Regions from separate parts of the Mus musculus genome. Here region 2 is linked to region 1. A link is a contact called in public HiChIP or PLAC-seq data. All regions are on one chromosome and are shown on one strand. Each heading gives the region's core, a stretch centred on a gene start, on an enhancer-like site or on the middle of the called end of the contact. The rest is flanking DNA. Distances are from core to core; before and after follow the strand shown.

What was found. HiChIP or PLAC-seq counts read pairs in DNA pulled down with a chosen protein or histone mark.
Region 2: an H3K27ac HiChIP or PLAC-seq map of embryonic stem cells shows a contact between it and region 1, with 3 times the contacts expected there. The contact joins the promoter of Nnmt here to the enhancer-like site in region 1. A contact is called at or near these places in 4 of 39 promoter capture datasets (embryonic stem cells, hematopoietic stem and progenitor cells, neutrophils and 1 more), 1 of 484 Hi-C or Micro-C datasets (embryonic stem cells), 3 of 115 datasets of contacts at active chromatin or transcription factors (all in embryonic stem cells) and 2 of 9 other capture datasets (embryonic stem cells and macrophages).

The regions. Positions count from the first base shown.
Region 1 is chr9:48,302,258-48,305,476 of GRCm38.p6, reverse strand. It overlaps a transcript of Nxpe4 not described here. Among named protein-coding and RNA genes, the nearest start is that of Gm51672, 20 kb to the right of the region's middle. Within about 2 kb of position 1,741, at least 9 of the 459 cell types and tissues checked have an H3K27ac peak or open chromatin away from gene starts, as enhancers often do. A contact at or near this core is called in embryonic stem cells, where this site is marked.
Region 2 is chr9:48,603,488-48,606,706 of GRCm38.p6, reverse strand. Nnmt (nicotinamide N-methyltransferase) reads left to right here and starts at 1,584. Exons shown (of 3, transcript NM_010924.3): 1 at 1,584-1,902; 2 at 3,146-3,219. The coding sequence starts at 1,749.

The DNA of each region.
Region 1 (3,219 bases), core at 492-2,991:
AGGATGAAGATAAATTGACTCTGGGACAGAACTTGGTGAACACCCTAAAAAGTATGGTTCAGACCCCTGATTGATGGCTGACTAATGCTCACATGACTCATTACTAGACTCTGTTGTTCAACTCTGATAGAGTCATTTTTGACCCCCTCAAGTCTGAACTCAGCTACTCTGCTCCCAGACCCAGACTGTCAGCAAGTTCTTGCTGAAACATAGGTGACATGGAGATCTGACTGACCAGCCACTAGAGGGTATAGATGTTCACAGACTGGAACAGCTATCTAGAAGAAGAAAGAAAACATGCTGGAGCAGCTGTGGTAGCTGGATAGGCTCTGCCAAAGGACACATCAGCTCAAAAGACTCAACATCTACACGGATAGCAGGTACACTTTTGCCACAGTCCACGTCCATGGGGCCATATATCAACAGAGGAGTCTACTGACATCTGGAGGAAAAAGAATTTAAGAACAAAGAAGAAATACTGGCTCTACTGAGGCTCTCCATGACCCTGCCAAGGTAAACATCATCCACTGTCCTAGTCACCAGAAGAGAGATACCATGATAGCAAGGGACAACAACATGGCAGACCGAGAGGCACAACAATAGCAGCCATGGCCCTGCTGCTGCTCCTGGCAATGGAGCCCGAGTTTGTCTTCATAGCAGAGGACTTAGCCCTCATTTCTAGAGTTGGTGTCCACTGGGAAGTAGATTTTACTGGAAAAAAATATGAGTATAAATACATTCTGGCTTTTGTGGATATGTTCTTGAGATGGATAAAAACTTTTCCCTATAAAAATAAGACTGCTCGGATGGTCATCAAAAAGATTATTAAATTTTCTTTTCAAGGTTTAGAGTGTCAAAAACAATAGGGTCAGATAATGAGCCTGCCTTTGTTGCCCAGGTAAGTCAGGGTGTGGCCAAGTATTTAGAGGTCAAATAAAAATTAATTATATTGTGTATACAGAACTCAGAGCTCAGGACAGATAGAAAAGATAAATAGAACCCTAAAAGAGACCTTGACAAAATAAACCATGGAGACTGGCACAAACTGGGTACTCCTTCCCCTTGCTCTATTTAGAACCAGAAATACTCCCTCTTGATTCAGTCTTACTTTTTTGAGATCCTTTATGGGGCTCCCATGCCCATCACTATCTTAAATGATGTGTTTAAACCCACATGTTGTAATAATGATCTGTATGCTAAGTTAAAAGACTTGCAGGTGGTGCAGAAGGACAACTGGCAACAGCAAATGAGCTGGGTACCCCAAAGATCTCAGATTGGAGATCTGATCTACGTGCACCTGCATCATGCCCAGACCCTCATACATTGCTGGAAGGGTCCCTGCCTAGTCCTGTTTACTATCCCTTCTTATCCTGTTTTTGTTCTTAACCTTTGGCCCATGTAGCCTTAATTGCTTGAGTACAGTACAAGTTTTGATGCTCAGACAACAATATCAATAACTGTAACAAAGTGAGATATCATTTCAGGATTGAAATGGACTATAGAGCATAAATAAATTTTATGCCTCAGTCCAGTTTTTTTTTTTTTAATATTAACAACAGGGAGGAAATTGTAACCTTCCCCCAGCCTGAAGCAGGCTGAGCCAGACCTTGACCTTGCTGCCACTAAGGAGATTACCTAGGGTGGAGCCTTCCTCCCTAGATCACTCTATTGTTCAGCCACTGCCGCTGTTCCCCTCCAAGTTACTGCCACCTGCTGTGAGGCCGCTTAGCTATTCTGGAGACTACACCCTATCCTGCACAGCTGGTTCCAGGCTCCAAGAATGAATTGGCGGGAATGGGCCTCCCCCTGCCCTTTATAAGCTAAGCGCATTTGCCATTAAACACTTGAGCCTTGATCAGGAACCTTGTCTTGGCTCCATTTTTCTCTCGACTGCCTAGTTTCCCCTCTCTTTTTAGCCCCAGCTTGCCTCCCAGGTGTACCTGTTTCTTGTGAGCCGCAGGCCGGCTTTCAACAGAAATGTACCAAGGAAAAAGGGGGAATGTAATATCCAAAATGAATTCAAGACCACTCAGTACCTTCCCCCTTCGAAAAGGACTTTCCAGAGACTTTGCAGGCCAAGTGCAGAACCAGATACGAAAGCTGGCTGACTAAACAAATACAGAAACATAGGGGTTTTGGTTGTTTGTTTGTTTGGTTGGTTTGGTTTTTCGAGACAGGGTTTCTCTGTATAGCCCTGGCTGTCCTGGAACTCACTTTGTAGACCAGGCTGGCCTTGAACTCAGAAATCCGCCAGCCTCTGCCTCCCGAGTGCTGGGATTAAAGGTGTGCTCCACCATGCCCAGCTTAGAAACATAGTTTTAACGGTCAAAATTACTAAGCTTCCAAAACAAGATTAACAATTTCCTTGCCCCACCTCACACTAAAAACCTCAAGGACAGACAAAATGAGAGTCACCCTATGCAAACCAACCAATGTCTAAAAAGGTTATTAGCTACACCAATTAAAATAAGCCAAACTACCCTGGTGCCTATATCTAGCCCTTACAAAGGTATAAAAAGTGTCCTTTCTTTGTTCTGGGCCTCTTCTCTGGGCTTCGTGCTGAGAGGGGGTTCCCCAACATGTTGGATAAGTAAAATCCTCATGTGTTTTGCAAGATGATGGTCTCTGTGGTCTTTGTGTGAGTGAGGGTGTTTTGACAGGCTACAACAATGCCTTGCTTTAACATATCAGATGCAGCACAGTGAACTCTTCCTATTCTTTAATTAATTAGTAGATTAACATTGTGGTGGTTTGGATGAGAATTCCCCCATAGACTCATCTATTTGAATATTTGGTGCCCAGTTGATGGAACTGTTTGGGAAGGGTTAGGGGATGTGGCCTTGCTGGAGAGAGTGTGTCACTGGAGGTGGACTTTGAGGATTCAAAGACCCAGGCCATTTCCATTTAGCTTTCTCAGTATTTGGCACATACTTGTGAATCAGTTGCAAGCTCTCTGCTACTTCACCTCCTCTCTCTCCACTATAATAATCATGGGCTCTAATCCTCTGGAAGTGTAAGCCCTCAAGTTAAATGGTTTCTTCTATAAGTTGCCTCGGTCATGGTGTTTTGTCACAGCAATAGAAAAGTAACCAAGACAAATATACAGGGCAATGGAATCATTACAGCATTTTTATAAATGTTGGTCATTCTAATCTCCCTTCCCCACTGCTGTCCCAGGTCCCACGGCCACCTCTGGGTTACTCTCTGACTTCCTCAGGA
Region 2 (3,219 bases), core at 335-2,834, 300 kb before region 1:
GTGCAGAGAATAGAGGCATCTAGCCCCACAAAGACAGGCAAAAGGTCATAGAAACAAGGGAAAATAACTAAGCTACCTGGCTTTTGTTGTTGTCCTTATTCACTTTTGTTTTATCAACCCATTAGATTTCCTGTAATTTGTTTTAATTATAATATCAACCAAAAAATTATTTTTTTGAGACGGGGTCTAACTATGTAACTGTGGGCACCTTCCATTCCCAACCTTAGTGGAGATTCTCTGGGTGAGTTTTTATGCCTTGTAACCAAAGAGCTCTTGCTTAATCATGACCCGTGGGATGCCAGGAACTTACTGCTTTCGCATTTGGTGCAACATCTCCGGCTGGTTAATCAAACACTATTTTGAGCAACAACTCTGTGAAGCAACTCAGGGCGTAGAGCAGGGAAAACAGACTCAAGGCACAGCCCCTCGTCTACTGGTCAGCGCATCACCTCCATAATAGCTGTGAGAAAAATAACTGACAGGCAAATCCAGGAACAAATATATGCTGGCACAAGAATGAAGGGTTTGGCTGGGCAGGGTGAATTCTAATTGGCAGTTGTGAGCCCAGGAATGGAAACGGGAGGAACTCTGTAAGGAAATTGAGGTTTCTTGGAGCTTACTTTGAAAGAACTGTCAGGGTTTGAATTCAGTGGCAGTGGCAGTGGCAGGAAACTTGGGGGAGTGCAGAGCAGGGGCAGAGGTGGGAGCAAGGCACAGCTGCATTGGGTGGGCCTTGAACTTGCTATGTATGGAGCCAAGGCTGAGCCTGAAGTTCTGACTCCTAGTGCTAAGTGCTGGAACTACATGCAGGCAGCACCATGGCAGATTTGTGCAGTGCTGGTGAGCAAGCCTCGGGCCAAACGCATGGCGGGCAAGCATTCTACCAACTGAGTTATGTTTTCAGCCCTTAACCATGTTTTTGATTGATTAATCTGATGTTCAGACTTTTTTTTTTATAGAACCTTTTGATTATACTTTGGCAGTTTCGTACATTCTCACTGTGCATCACGAGTATACCCATCCCCGGCTATCTCTTACACTATCACACATCCTCCCTCCTTCTACATTCACGACCCCTCACAGCTTTAGAACTCATTGAGTCCTAGTGGTGCTGGCATGTTGGCATGTGAGCTTGGCCTTGTGCAAGTAACCATGACTGCAGTGTGCTCAAGAGGGTAGCCACCATACTGTATCTAGGAAGACAATGTCCATGTTTTAAAAATTAATCTTTCCAGACTCCATCCGAGATTATTTTTCTCTAGCCAACATTCCTTAGCCATGAGCTCGTTTCCTTACCCCACATTCCCTTTTCTTTTTTTTTGTTTGTTCAAACTGAAACCATTCGGTGGGACTCTTCCCTGACCCTCCAGGGAGAATCCTTGCAAGAACAAGCAGACTACTGGATTGTTTGGAGATGACCCGTCTCTCTGGACTCAGGGCTTCTGCAGGTTTGCCTCTGACCTGCACCACTGGTCAGAGGGCTGCATGGAGTTCATGGTCCTCCCCCTGCCACTCCCCTCTTCTCCTAAGCTCCCTTCTCCAGGAATTTCATCACTTCCTGGAATAGCCTGAACGTCTGCAGTCTATTTCACTGTCAGTATTTAGCAAACATCTGTCTCTAAGGGATGGGCCGAGCTGGAGGAAGATTGGCAGCTCTAAGACTCCAAAAGCCAACTTCACAGGGTGACTCCCTGCTTCTGGAGGAGGGGACAGGAGAGCATCAGGCTGGTGCACGGAGCTGAGACACGATGGAATCTGGCTTCACCTCCAAGGACACTTATCTAAGTCATTTTAATCCTCGGGATTACTTGGAAAAATATTACAGCTTTGGGTCCAGACACTGTGCAGAAAACGAGATCCTCAGACATCTGCTGAAAAATCTTTTTAAGATATTCTGCCTGGGTAAGTTTGTCTGTCTAAATATGAGTAACATTGTGTCTTGGGGGACGACTGGACTTGTGTCCACTATTAGACAGTCTCTTGGAATCACTTATTTGTTCAATGAAAATAAAAGTTAATGTTGGCTTAGCTATTTTACAGTTTACAAAGTTATTTTATGTCCATTGTCTTTTGTATGGTTGTGAAAATGGAGGCCAGTGGGCCTGAGTGCTGTCCTTGTAGCTACAGTGACTTTTCTAGGTGACTTGAAGGAGCCATTTCACCTCATCTCACAGTTTAGAGATTCTAAGAGAGTTGGGTGTGTGTGTGGGGGGGGGTCACAGGACTCAAGAAAGGAAGATTGGCAGCTCTAAGACTCCAAAAGCTAACTTCACAGGGTGACTCCCTGCTTCTGGAGGAGGGGCCAGGAGAGCATTGGGCTGGTACACGGAGCTGAGACATGATGGAATTTGGCTCATCATCTCCATGAGGACAGCCTGGACTACAGAGTGATTTTTCAGGCTAGCCTGGTCTAAAGAATGAGATCTTGTCCAAAAAAAGAAAGAAAGAAAGAGAGAGAGAGAGAGAGAGAGAGAGAGAGAGAGAGAGAGGGAGGGAGGGAGGGAGGGAGGGAGGGAGGGAGGAAGGAAGGAAGGAAGGAAGGAAGGAAGGAAGGAAGGAAGGAAGGAAGGAAGGAAAGAAGTAAGAAAGGAAAGTTTAATTCTACTCTTATTTGAAAGGAATGTTTGTTTACTCATGAAGTAAAGGACCCCCCAATATTAAGAACTGGGTGATTTGATTATTAATTAATCTCAGTGTTTTAAATTTTAATATATATACATCTAAGCATATGTGTACATGGTCTATGCAGGTACATGCATGGGGCCAGAAGAGGGCACCAGATGTATGCTTCCATCACTCTCTCCACCTATTCTTGTGGGGCAGCGTCCCCTCCTAAACCTGGGGCTTGTGTGTTGACTAGACTGGAAGCCAGAAAGCCTCAGAGAGCCTCTCCTCTCTGCTCCTCTCAGAGATGGGAGCATAGGTATTTGTGAGATGCCTGACTTGTTACACAGGTTCTGGGACCTGAATGCTGGCCCTCATCTCTGGACCATCACTCCAGGCCTTAAAATCAGTTGTTACACAACAACAACGACAACACCACCACCACCACAACAAAAATGGCACAATCCCAGTAAAGACACTATAACTTCAGCTCTGCCTGTTCCCTTTTGATGCCTGATTCCCTGCCCCTCTTCTGTCCTAGGTGCTGTAAAAGGAGAACTCCTGATTGACATTGGCTCTGGCCCCACCATCTATCAGCTTCTCTCTGCCTGTGAG